Linked DNA regions of Mus musculus: region 1 is linked to region 2. Evidence: chromatin contacts called from public Micro-C data. All regions are on one chromosome and are shown on one strand. Each heading gives the region's core, a stretch centred on a gene start, on an enhancer-like site or on the middle of the called end of the contact. The rest is flanking DNA. Distances are from core to core; before and after follow the strand shown.

Region 1 (6,215 bases), core at 3,327-5,826, 960 kb before region 2:
CACACGTAGAGAGAATTTTTGCTTTTGTGTATGTGTGCATGAGCACACAGAGGCCTCATCCTCTGAAACAACACACATCTCACCTCCCTTGATAGAGTGTCTCTCGTTGAACCTGGAGTTCATCGAGCCTGCTAGACTGGGTGACCAGGGAGCCCTGGGATGCTCTTGTCTCCATCTTCCCAGGACCGCAATAATGAGCATGTACCACCTGTGCCTAGCAACTCTACCCAGGTTCTGGGGAACTCAGTCAAATGCATGCAAGACCAATGCCTTACTGACCCAGCCATCCTCCTAGATCCAGTTTTGTTTCCCAATACAGGGTTTTACCATATAATCCAAGCTGCCTTAAACTCACAATCCTCAGCCTCCTGGCATTTTTGTTGTTTTTAAAGTCTAGTATATTAGTAGCACCTATTCAAACTCTTCACTGCCGTGCTAGGCCCGGGAGCCCTGCTCTTGTGCATATTCAAATGAACATGGACTTCCACACTCTGCTCTTTCCTGACTCACCACAACAGCTCACACGGGGCTGGCAATGTGTACAAGGAGGAATCGCTACAGCCTCAAGTGTCTAAGCCTGCAGTTAGAGAACCCCAGACCATGGTATAGAGCAGAGTGCCCGAGGCTGATACACACAGCATGCCAGAGGTCGAGCTTTAAGGGTGGACTCGATCTTGACTGGGAAAGCTTCTTAGACTGAACTTCAGCCTCTTCGTCTCTAAAGGGAGGAGGACCTACTCTGTTTTTGGCTTACAAGGAATGAAGGAGCTCTATCCCTGGGAACTGTTAACATAGTACTTGCTACCTAGAAGTGTGAAGAAGAGCACACAGGCCATCGATCTAATTCCTTCCACTTAACTAGAAATGCTGCTGCCTTTCTCAGGTCTATTTTCCTATGATTTCACTCCATTGTGTGATCTTGGTATTTTCTAACCAGTTTTCCCTAGTTGACGGGGATACGTGTGTGTGTGTGTGTGTGTGTGTGTGTGTGTTGTGTGTGTAGTGTTTTAAATTTTTTTTTACTTTGCAACTCAACTCCTTAATCAAATTCCAACGTATTTGACTGTCCTAGGAAGACAATAACATCTAACCCATTGCTTCTTTTTAACTGTTATTTGACTCTGGTTTGCTGGCCAATTCAATAAGGCAGGAAAAAGGAATGAATTGTCTTTGTTTCCTTCCGCTGGGCCCAAACTGCTGCCTCAGCGCTCCTCTATTGAGTCTGAAGCTGTTGTATGAACGCAATCTCTTGCAACAAACTAGAAAAAAAGAATAACAACAAGTGTCCTTCTGCATGCAGATGCTTCTCTTTGCTCTACTTATATGGCCATACAGCGAAGGCGTCAATCCCTTCTTACTTCCCTGGGATGAGCCCTCTCATCATGGCTCTTTTTGAAAGACCGCTAAAAATCTAGGTGTGACTAGCCTCCGGCATTCTGCACCTACGAGTAATCTTCTCTCTCCTATTCTTTTTCTCGAGTCAGGATCTGAGTATCAAAGTCACTCCTGTCCTGCCTTCTCCTCCAGGGTCACATCGCTGCCCCCTGGGTTCTCGGCATCTTTGGACACTCTGTGACAGTGCTGGTTCCTGGAACTGTGATAATTCTGTAAGCTCTGGAAAAATTTACTGCACGGGCAATTATTTTGTCTACTAAAGTTTAAAGAACTTAACTCACCCATTAAACTCACTGCATCCCAGGCCTTTCTTGGGAAGGCTTTGGGATGTTTTATTATTGTCATTCACATTTCTCTCTCTCTCTCTCTCTCTCTCTCTCTTTCTCTCTCTCTCTCAACTTCTCTTCTAGTTCTTGGTTTAAATTTTTAGATGTCTGAGTCATTTCCCTAAAATAGTCTCCTCCCTGGGATTTTTCACATTTGTATTTTAAATGACTGTATTTTATCTCACAAAAAAAAAAAAAAGATTTCATTTCAAATACAAGGTAGAATGCTACTCCATTTCCACAATGCCAACTTGGTTTTAGCTCTTTTCTTACTTAGACGCCATAATGACTTGGCCCATTTCTTTTTCTTTCTCCCCCCAAATAGGTAGCTCTTAGATTTATCAATTCAAATGTTTCGATTGGCCTGGCCCATTAAGTCCACTTGTTTCCTAGTATTCTTTCTCAATACATCTTTTCTTACTTATTCTTCCCAACTCTAAACTGAAAGTTAAATCCATTTATTCTCACTACCCCCCATTTAATAACGGACGGGCTTCAAACTACAAATGTGTCCCCTAAACGCAAACTTGGCAGTGACCGCTACACCTTGGTTCTCTGAACGCTGAGGTCTTCCTCGTGACCGTAGTACAGCATGCTTTACTCGTGAACAGGGGAACATGTCAATTCTAGTTTGTCTAAGAGTCTGGTGCAGGCCAGGCTGATCTGGAAAGCTTTTACGTGGCTGAGGATGACAACTTCTGTGTCTCTGGCCACGCCCCAAGTGCTGAGGTCACAGGCCTGGGCCACCATTGCCAGTTTATGTAATAGGAGGGATCAAGCCCAGGGCTTCCTGCATGCTAAGCCAGCACTCTTATCCACGGAACTCACCCCCAGCCCCTTTTCATTAATTAATAAGCACACTGTCCCTCAATGGAAATAAAACCACAGAAATTCCAAATATATTACCCAATCAGTGCCCATACTTTAAGTGAAAGTCGGAGTTCTGGTTCCCTGAGCAAGGCTTGGCCCTATGATGTTATAGCTATGGCCTGAGAAGAGAAAAGGCAGATAAAAAGAAGTAAATAAATAAATAAATAAATAACCTCTTAATTCTGTAATTTGTACGATTTCCAAGTTTGGAAAAAAAAAAAAGTAAGATCTTGGGGAAAACTGGGGGCGAAAAATCAACCTTATGAGTTCACTGGTATTCAGTCAGGCTGCTATTCTGAAAACTCCCAATTCACAGGGTGAAGTGGAGAAGACAGTCTCAGTTTTTCCCACCCTCTCCTATCTTCTCAAGTGCTGCTGTGCATCTCTGCGGCTGCGGACCCCATTATTGCTCCGTGTGAATGGCGATCCCAAATTAATTGAATTAACCTGTGATAAAAGGTCTTCTGCCACATCAACTCCTTTCCTTCCTCTCGAGGACTCTGTCACTTTCTCAAGTTGGAGAGAGAGAAGAAAAGTGAAGTCCATAAATCAGTTTTCCAGTTTCTGTTGAAGGAAGCTGCTTCCTACTTCTAATTTCTGCAACTGGGAAATTCTGTATATTATGTTACCCTCTAATGAAGGATGCCAGTAAACAGAAATCCACACGCCTGCACACGACAGATTATTACATTCTACAGAACTGCAAACACTACCAAGTTATGCACTCTTGGGAACACTGTTAGTGAGGTGTGGTTATTTAACGCCTCATCCACTTAAAAAAAAAATTCATTCCATATGGATGAAAAATGAGCACACTAGCTTGAATATGGGAAAAATAGAAAATGTAATCATATATTACTTAAAATCTATAATGCTTTATGCAAAGATAAGGGAGAAGTAGCCAAGCTTGGGGATTTAGAGCTTCTCAAAATACAAAGGGCATTACCTCATTGCAGGCCGCTAGTCTCCACCCTCACACACTGGCTAGAGACAAGCAGCCTAAGTCAAGGCCTTCCCATTACACTTTTTAAAAATAAAAAGAAAGTGTGTGTCTGTGTGTCTGTCTCTGTGTCTATATGTGTGTGTGTCTGTGTGGCTCTGTGTCTCTCTGTGTGTCTGTATATATGAATCTGTGTGTGTGTCTATTTGTCTCTGTGTCTGTCTGGATGTGTATCTGTGTCTGTCTGTGTATCTGTGTGTGTCTGTCTGTGTATCTGTGTATGTCTGTGTGTGTATGTCTGTGTCTCTGTATATGTGTCTGTGTGGTGTGTGTGTGTGTGTGTGTGTGTGTGTGTGTGTGAGTATGGATTGAGATGGACCAAGCTCTCCCCCCTCACCCCACCCCTACCCCCGTGAGCCATCCCACAAGTCTCCTTTCTCTAAGTTCTCACTACATAAGAAAGTCTCAACCCACTGGATGCCTGTGGGCTTCCACACACAGAACAACACTCTGTGGCACCACGACTCCAGCTGCAGAAACCTGACAGCTCAGAGACTGTAACAACTCTTCCTACAGAGGCCAGGCCACCCTCCAGACACCCTCAGAACATAGAAAAAAAAAAAAAAAAGCCCCAGCTATAGGGAAGGAAACCACCCCACCCCTGGCCCCTGCAAGCCTGGCGGCCTCGCTCACATTCTCTGTCTTCTGAGCCCCAGAGGTTCAGCACCCCCTGCGGCTAAGACAAAAGAGAGACCACAGGAAAACCAACTGCCCTTTTGGCTGGTCCCTAGCAAAGGGGAAGTGTAAAAGTGCAGAGAGGAGAGCGGAGCAGCTGCACTAATCCTGTTTTGTCCTGCAGTAATTAATAGTATAATCCACATTTCAGATGCATTAAAGCGAAAATACCGCATTATCCAAGGACTGGGCACACAGCCCCAGGGCAGAACCTCCCCTGCTGACCTGCAGGACCAGGTGACCTCATCTTAGCCTCCTCCTCTCTGGGGAGCTGACTCTAGACACCTCATAAAAGAACTGAGCTGGCAGCCAGGAATCTCCAGTCTGCTGAATATGTCGGGTCTGTCTTTGGAAGCTACACCCTCAGAGTAGCAGTGTCCAGAAGGTCTGACCCACCGGATCCATTCACCTCCTAAACTAAGTACCACAAGGGCTGGCACTACATATGTGCTAATGCTGTAAACTTAGGGGTAGATTTTTTTTTTAAGATTTAAGGTAAATCTTTCCCAAGAGATAATGCTGCAATTTATATAAATAAATAAAAATAAATAATTTTTAAAGGCATATGTAGAATTAAGATGTCCTTTGTAGATGCCTTTTGGTGGGAACACGCCAGTTTTGCTACTAAGGGAGGTCTTCACGGACACTCTGGGACTACTGGATAAGTTCCTGTCTAGGTCTAGAAAACTGACAGTTGTTTCCTAAGCCCAAAGAGGAAGCATTTTCCACGGCTACCAAAACAAGAATCTGTACCGGAAGGGACACTATCGGCTCACGAAACCAAAAAAAGATGAAATCATGCTAAATGCTGCAGGCAAATGTCAGAAACACTGAAAAGCAGAGGCAGCTTGAACCAGTGTCTACACTGCCACGGTCAGAGGCCGAACCCGCCTGACAGGGGACCCTGCCTCAATTCTCCAACACCAAAGCACGGACAGGAACATCCTGCAGTAAGCAGAAACCGTACACCCCGTTCATCTCCAGAACTTGGCTGTGCTGGGTCTCAACTCAGCCTGAGTCTAGAGCCTAATGCCCACTGGCGGCCAGGACTAAATTCCTCTAAGTTCTTCTTGGAACTTGGCTGAAACTAACTCTTCTTAAAAGAGTAACCTTAAGTTTTTATTTTCCCTTTTTTTTTGGGGGGGGGTTGTTTTATATATGAGTGTTTTGCCTGCCTGGTTGCAAATGCACTGTGTGCAAGCCTTGCGTCCCCAGTATTGAAAGTGGAGTTACAGAGGAAGGTACACAACCCTGTAGGTGCTGCCAATCCAACCTCTGGAAGAGCAGACACTGCTCTAACCTGGAAAGACTTCTTGATCTTGGTAACTGAGTCGAAAAAGAAAATCGTGTTATCTCCCAGTTTTGAGAGTGTTGCAATCTGGGAACATCATTACCCAAGATTTCTGCCCTGGCGATTCTTCCCTAGAGAGTGGGTGGTTAGCTCAGTGGGAGAACTTGTGCTTGCCACACGTCCCTGGGTTCAAGTCCCAGCACCTGGTGGTGGAGGGAGATGCTTACCTAGAACTTAATACACTGCTCCATGATATTATTAATAATTCTAACTCACCCACACCCACCACCACCCCCAAAAAATCAGTTCCACTAAGTTCTTAAGAATACCTCTAGAACCAGGCATAGTGGCACACGCCTTTAATCCCAGCACTTGGGAGGCAGAGGCAGGTGGATTTCTGAGTTCAAGGCCAGCCTGGTCTACAGAGTGAGTTCCAGAACAGCCGGGGCTACACAGAGAAACCCTGTCTCGAAAAACCAAAAAATAAAAAAAATTAAAAAGTAAAAAGAATACCTCTAGAGTCTGGCCAAGAAATGAACCATCTGCATGACCCTGGTTAGTAGAAAATGCACCCACAGATGGAAAACGCACTCCAGAAACCGAATCAGGATTCCTTGCTCCCCTAAAAACTGCCAAAAAAGTCACAATGAAGCCATGA
Region 2 (6,707 bases), core at 447-2,946:
CACTCGACACTCATCCTCTCCCTCAAGACATCCAAACCATCGCCAGTCATCACTGATACAGTGCCTTCCACAGCCGTCCAGTCTGTTACTTGCCTACCTGCACTGGCATACAAGCTGGATTCAGTTTGGCCACCATGTTTCTTTGACTCTTCACTAACCCTCTCTACTCTCCAGCCTCTGCCAACGCATCTCCTGAACTCAACCACAGTAGTGTTACTCAGAACACTTCTCAATGGGGCACTGCCCAACCTAAGCTCCTTCAGAGCTCTTGATGCCCTGGGGCCATGGCCAAGCTCTCCATCGTACATCCTAGATCAATCAGGCTCTCTGTTGTACATTCTGGATCAATCCTGGAACTTCTGACCAAATCTCATCTCTCCCCAATTCAGAAAACCTGAATTCCTGGACCCCTTAATACATATGTTCTTACTCTGTTTGAGGTTTTAATCTGACCCCATTTTACAGTTAAAGAAACTGAGACATAGGATAACTAATTAAACACAGCACAGTGTATAAATAGAGGGGCCTGGATCACAGACATGCTCCCAGCATTGACTACTAAACCTCACAGTGCTTCTGGATATAATCTGAATAAACCACGTTTGAACTCGTGACATATAAAGACAAATGTGTGTCAGTTGACATAAATACAATCTCTATGTGTCAAGGTTGAGGGTACTCCCAATGGCCAGAGGGTCTGTTCTGAAAATCTTCATAGGAACATCCTCTAAGGCAAACATTACACCCTCTGGCTTACTGTACAACCCACCAGGGAATTTGCTCCATTTATATTAACATTTTAGACCTACTTTGAGGAACAATAATGCAAAGATATCACAACATAGAGTTATTCTCTTGCCAAAAAAAACTCTAAAACTACATAATTAATATTACAGAAAGATGTGAGTTCCGAGTGCTTCGGAAATCCAAACTGCATGTCATTTTGCCATCTATAGTTTATTAACAAAATTAGATGCAGCTTTTTTTCTATTAACTGCTGTACATTTTTCTGATGTTAAATCAATACAGTTTCCATTTTTCATGGAACACAAATTTAGGAAATTAAATACATCAGACAAGTGGTCATAATGCAACCGTGAAATGACAGAGGCGAGATTAAAATAATGGCCACCATTCATCATACACATTTGCATCCTCGAATAGCAAAAGTCCTAATTGCTTGCCTCGGGTTCTTATAAGTAGAAAGCAAAATATGGATTAACAGATTGCCCTTTCTGTCTTCCAGGAGGAAAATTCCTGGGCACATATCTGTGGCCAATAAGTCATTCATTGATTGACTCCTGTAATAGACTTGTTTAGTTGCTAGAACTGATACTTACTTGTTTTAAGGACTTCAAGCAGTGGGGTGTGGCAGCAGGGTATTTGTTAGTAAGCAAATATCTTGAAATATTTAAAAAACAGGCTGGAGAGATGACTCAGCAGTTAAGAGCATTGACTGCTCTTCCAAAGGTCCTGAGTTCAAATCCCAGCAACCACATGGTGCCGGGGATTAGAACTTGTTCTCAGACTGCTTCTTTCTGTCTCTACAGACATCCCAGAAATCTGAGTTCTCAGCTGGAACCTGGGAGATTTGTATTACAGCATGAGAGACTGAAGGCTGCCTTCTTTTCTCTCTAGTGGTGCCTGCTAGGAGGAGTGACTCATTGAACTTTTTAGGCAATCGCAGCAGATGTTGTGGGGGAGATGTGGTTACTCAGGGTCAGAGCTTGTCCGGGGCTGGCAACAATGTACTAAAACAGCATACCCAGGTTAATTTCAACAGCACAATCTTTTGGAAGTAGCTACAGTCCACAGTCTCCAGCACTACTAATTGTCCAAAGGAGGAGATACAGAGAATTATTCAAAGCATAATATGACAGGAAGTGGGGAAAGCACATCCCATAGTTACTGGCCACAAAACAAACTCAAAATACCATTTTCACTCATTTGAATTCTTCTTGGCCCGAACATTCCATCAATCCATTGCCTTTTCCCTCAAGATCTTTCTTTCTTAAACATTTTTAAAACCCGTAAAAGAATTATGGCCTAAGCTGTAAGTGGTCTCTATTTTCTGTTGAAAATCTATGACAGCTTGCCAGAGTGACAACAGTAATCCGTCTTCAATGGATCTGGTGTCACAGATTCAGGGGATGGGTAGTAAATGTGACAAGTTTCAGATGCGCTAACCAGAGAAAGTCCCTCAGCCACTCTCTTCCCTGATTCCCATGACTGCCCCCATTCTTGCCTGCTCTACAACAGACTTAATAATGGGTCTAGCATCTTCCATATCCCCAACACTGGCAGCTGGGACAAAGCCATGGTGAGCATTAACCACCATCTGATGCCCCATCTCCAGAACTTCCGCCTTTCTCACCATTCTAGTCATTTCTAGAAAAATGCTCTGTTCCGCAGAGGTAGCGCTGACCTACTTGCAAGTGTTTGTTAGTTTGAACAAACTAAATAAATGAGAGGGAGGACAAGCTTTTAAAATTCCACTACAGTGAAGCAAACCTCCTGACTTGTCATGTCCGGGCAGATGCAGGTTTTCTGAGAATTTGCCAGTGTGTCAAAGTGACAGGAGAGAAAAAAAATCTGTTCCCAAGCTCCTTTAGTCAAGTAAATACTTGGAAATCCACTGTGTAACTAAGAGGCATAGCATCCTGGCCTTTTCAAAGATACAATGTAAACAACCTGCATGGATAGATAGACAGGATTTTGGAGGTCAATACAGAAGGAGGAGGAGAGAGAAAGGACAAATAATACTAAGGATGTTTGAAAAAGCCTTAAGGAGCCATATTCTCTATTTGTACCAATTATACACACACAGACACACAAACATATTAAATGAAATTATACATACACTCGTGCACACACACACACACACACACACACACACACACACACATATCTTAAGTGAAATCAAGCCACTGGGCTGACATTGCTCCTCCATGTGACCCATAGAATATATAATAAAACCCCAGTGCCAGGCACAAGAAACCTCTCATGTTGTTGGTCAAGTTACTTGAAGATAACTCTCAAAACAAGGCGATTGCTGTTGTCTTTGAACACCTCCCTGTTGCTGAAGGCACCATAGTTTGGACCAGAATGCAAAAGACATATCTGAATCTGACCTGAAAACCACCTCCCTGGGGTCTAAGTTCCAGACTATTAGAAGGTACTGTGTAAGCTGAGGGTGGAGGGAAGCAATCAGATGTCTTAGCTGGCAGTGACACACAGGAACCACAGCCATGACCAGCATGGCAAGACACCCCTAAATGTGAAACAGGGGCATTTGTATCTTTATAGTAACCAATAGCACTCTAATTAGACCCCAGGCCTGCTCAACAAGAAGTAAACCATGCCTGTTAATAATCACTTACCTAGGGCTAGCAAACTCATGGTCCATAGGGGAGATCCTACTATCAACACTTTACTAGAGCATAACTTCTAACTGCATTCTAAAAGTCCCTATACCCACAGAGAAGTGTGGCTCTCACTCTTCATTAAAGAGGTTTCTTTTGCAGCAAAGACATTACAGAAAACCACAACCAATCAAAATGAGACCAACTGATCATGTGGTGCCTGACACCAACTGACATATATATACAACATAACTTCCGCTCCTAAGGCTCAGGGACACCAAAGAAGAGGAAGTATAAAGATTGTAAGACCTAGAGGACCAGGAATTCTTCTGTGAGATTGTGTCTCCTAGAAATGGGAGGGAGGCAACACCTCAGCAGTACGGCTGCCTAGAAAGTTGATCAAAACAATAACGACATCAGTGGACATGCTAACCTGGAAGGGGATAATCTCACAGGGCCCCATCTCTAAACAAAAAACTACAGGCAACTAATGACTGCTGAGTGATGGAAAATTAGTCCTTCCCAGAGATGAGGCTCCTAACTGGTTATCCAATACCAAATGGTCAGCCCTAAAAATCACAAACATATAAGCAAGACTAAATGAATTCAGCAGGTAGTATTTGTATGTGTGTCTGTGTGTGTGGGTGTGTGGGTGTGTGTAAAACAATAACAATAATAATCAATGAAAAAGAAGTCATGTGTTTGAGAGGGAGGGGCATGGGAGGGGCTGATGGGAAGGAACTTGAGGGTGATTAGAGGGAGAGAAAGAAAGGGGGAAGATAATGTAATGACATTTTAATTACTTTTTAATTAAAGACTTAAGTCTTAGTTGTAGTTTTAGCCAACTCGGGACCACTGAAAAAACAACAGCCAGTTCATTTGCCTTGAACTAGCTCAGTGGAAAGACCCATTGTTCTATATTTTAATTGCCCTCTAATTAATGAGATGCCCTATTAGACTGGGTGGCAATGGGCATCCAGCATACAGACAGCACTCAACAGTAACACTTAGTCTGTGAATGAACAGTTCTACAGGGGATTGGAGAAAGTGAAAAAGGTAAGACTTAAGGGAATTACAGGAACTGTTCCATCAAGGTCTTGGGGTCCTTTGTTCAAGGGCTTACATCCTTCCTAGGCAAGATGGCAAGATGGCAAGACAGGTAATTGAGGGGTTGAACTGTATCAGTGGCGTATACCATGCTCAGCCCCACCAGCAGTCATGGTCCTCCTAGCAAGTAAACAGTCTGTGGGTGCCTGCAGTCTTAGGAAGAGATCTGAGACAAAAGGTCTGGATTACCAAACCACTGAGAGACTGTGTACAGTCCTTTGATGAGTTTTGTCATTCTGAAAAGTCACCTAGCTTGCCTACCTACCACAAAATGAGGGACATCTGCACCTAGCAATGTAGGATTGTTACAATGCTGAGTTACAAATCCTTGTGCTGAGATAAAGAACATTTCAGAACAATTCATGACAGGAGGAAGAAAATGTTATAATGGAAGGCAGGAAGAAGAGAAGATGAGGAAGATGAAGAAGGCAAAGGAGGAAGAAGAGGAAATGTGCATTACAGGAAGTCACAAAAGTTGGTTAACAAAACACTGCAAATTCAGTTTGCAGGTGTTCAGAGGCGATGCAGTCCCTGATAGAATCCCAGTATCTCTTTCTGCCTCTGCTGGCGAAATTCCTTTCAAGAAGGTCTATGAGTTTTCACAGAGCATGACTGTGCACACATAGATGATGTGTGTGACATCATCTATACACAGATATGAGGCCATGTATCCATGGCCACACAATGGGACTTAAGAGAACAATGTAATCCTGGTTAGCTTTGACTATCAACTTGACACAACACAGAATTACCTAGGAAGAGAATCTCAACTGAGAAATTGTCTAGATCAGATTAGCCTGCGGCAGTGTTCAAGAAGCACTGTTTAGATTGTTAATTGATGTAGGAGGACTCAGGTCACTGAAGGTGGCACCATTCCCTAGGCAGATGGTCCTGAACTGTAGACAAAAACCAACTTAACAAACCCTGATTATCTTAGTTACTTTTCAGTTGCCATAATGAAGCACCAAGACCAAGCTCCTTAGGGAAAAAAAAAAAAGAAAAATGTTTAATTGTGGACTTACTTATAGTTTAGAGCAATGATTCTCAATCTTCCTAATGCTATGACACTTTAATATAATTTTTCATGTTGTGGTGACCCCGACCATAAAATTATTTTTAGTGCTACTTCCTGTAATTTTACTACTATAATGAATGGTAATGTAAATATCTGATATGTAGGATATCTGATAAGCAACTTCCAAAGAAGTAGTGACTCACAGGTTGAGAGCCATGGGTAAGCACTAACTGGCCATGACATGGTCTTTTGAAACCTCAAACCTTACCCCCAATAACATACATCGTTCAACAAGGCCACACCTCCTACTACTCTTTCCCAAACAGTTCTACCAAATGGGGAGCAAGCATTAAAACAAGAGCCTGGGGGGTCATTCCCATTCATACTATCACACTGCCTTCCAGCCAGCAAACAGCAGACCCCAGGTTCTCAGACTTCCATCTTTGGCTGTAAGTTCCTCAGTTGGAGGTAATGCTGTGTGCAATAGGAAGTGGGCCTGCCTTCAAGCTCACTGTCTTGAGTTCCTTTCTCAACATCTCTCAAAGATGGACTAAAACCTAGAAGAGTGAGATAAAATAAACCTTTTCCTCCCCTTAAGTTGCTTTGAGTCAGAGACAGGGCAAGTATCTTACTCGGAGATGAAATCCCAATTTACATGATCTTATCTAGAAAGTCAAGACTAGGTAGTTTATGACTACAACAGAGCCTTGAGATGGAGAGGTCTCAATTTATTATCTATGTAAATACATGCAAGTTACTATAGAAATGAAATTTAAATATATGCCTTTTCAACCAACAGATTGGGAGAAGATCTTTACCAATCCTAAATCTAATAGGGGGCTAATATCCAATATATATAAAGAACTCAAGAAGTTGGACTCCAGAAAAACCAAATAACCCTATTTAAAAATGGGCTACAGAGCTAAAGAAAGAATTCTCAACTGAGGAATACTGAATGGCTAAGAAGCACCTAAAAAAATGTTCAAAATCCTTAATCATCAGAGAAATACAAATCAAAACAACCCTGAAATTCTACCTCATACCAGTCAGGATGGCTAAAATCAAAAACTCAGGTGACAGAAGATGCTGGCGAGAATGTGGAGAAAGAAGAACACTCCTCCATTGTTGGTACGATTGCAAGTTGGTACAACCACTCTGGAAATCAGTTTGGTGATTCCTCAGAAAATTGGACATAGTACTACCAGAAGATCCAGCCACTCCTG

What was found. A called contact is a pair of places that touch in the nucleus more often than the background predicts.
Region 1: a Micro-C map of muscle stem cells shows a contact between it and region 2, with 12 times the contacts expected there. The contact joins two enhancer-like sites. A contact is called at or near these places in 1 of 484 Hi-C or Micro-C datasets (muscle stem cells) and 2 of 115 datasets of contacts at active chromatin or transcription factors (astrocytes and embryonic basal ganglia).

Annotation. Positions count from the first base shown.
Region 1 is chr8:108,747,217-108,753,431 of GRCm38.p6, reverse strand. The region is part of intron 1 of Zfhx3 (zinc finger homeobox 3); the gene reads right to left. Among named protein-coding and RNA genes, the nearest start is that of Zfhx3, 36 kb to the right of the region's middle. Within about 2 kb of position 4,576, at least 105 of the 459 cell types and tissues checked have an H3K27ac peak or open chromatin away from gene starts, as enhancers often do. A contact at or near this core is called in muscle stem cells, where this site is marked.
Region 2 is chr8:107,787,455-107,794,161 of GRCm38.p6, reverse strand. All of the region lies in intron 1 of Gm42040 (a long non-coding RNA gene), which reads right to left. Among named protein-coding and RNA genes, the nearest start is that of Gm42040, 12 kb to the right of the region's middle. Within about 2 kb of position 1,696, at least 23 of the 459 cell types and tissues checked have an H3K27ac peak or open chromatin away from gene starts, as enhancers often do. A contact at or near this core is called in muscle stem cells, where this site is marked.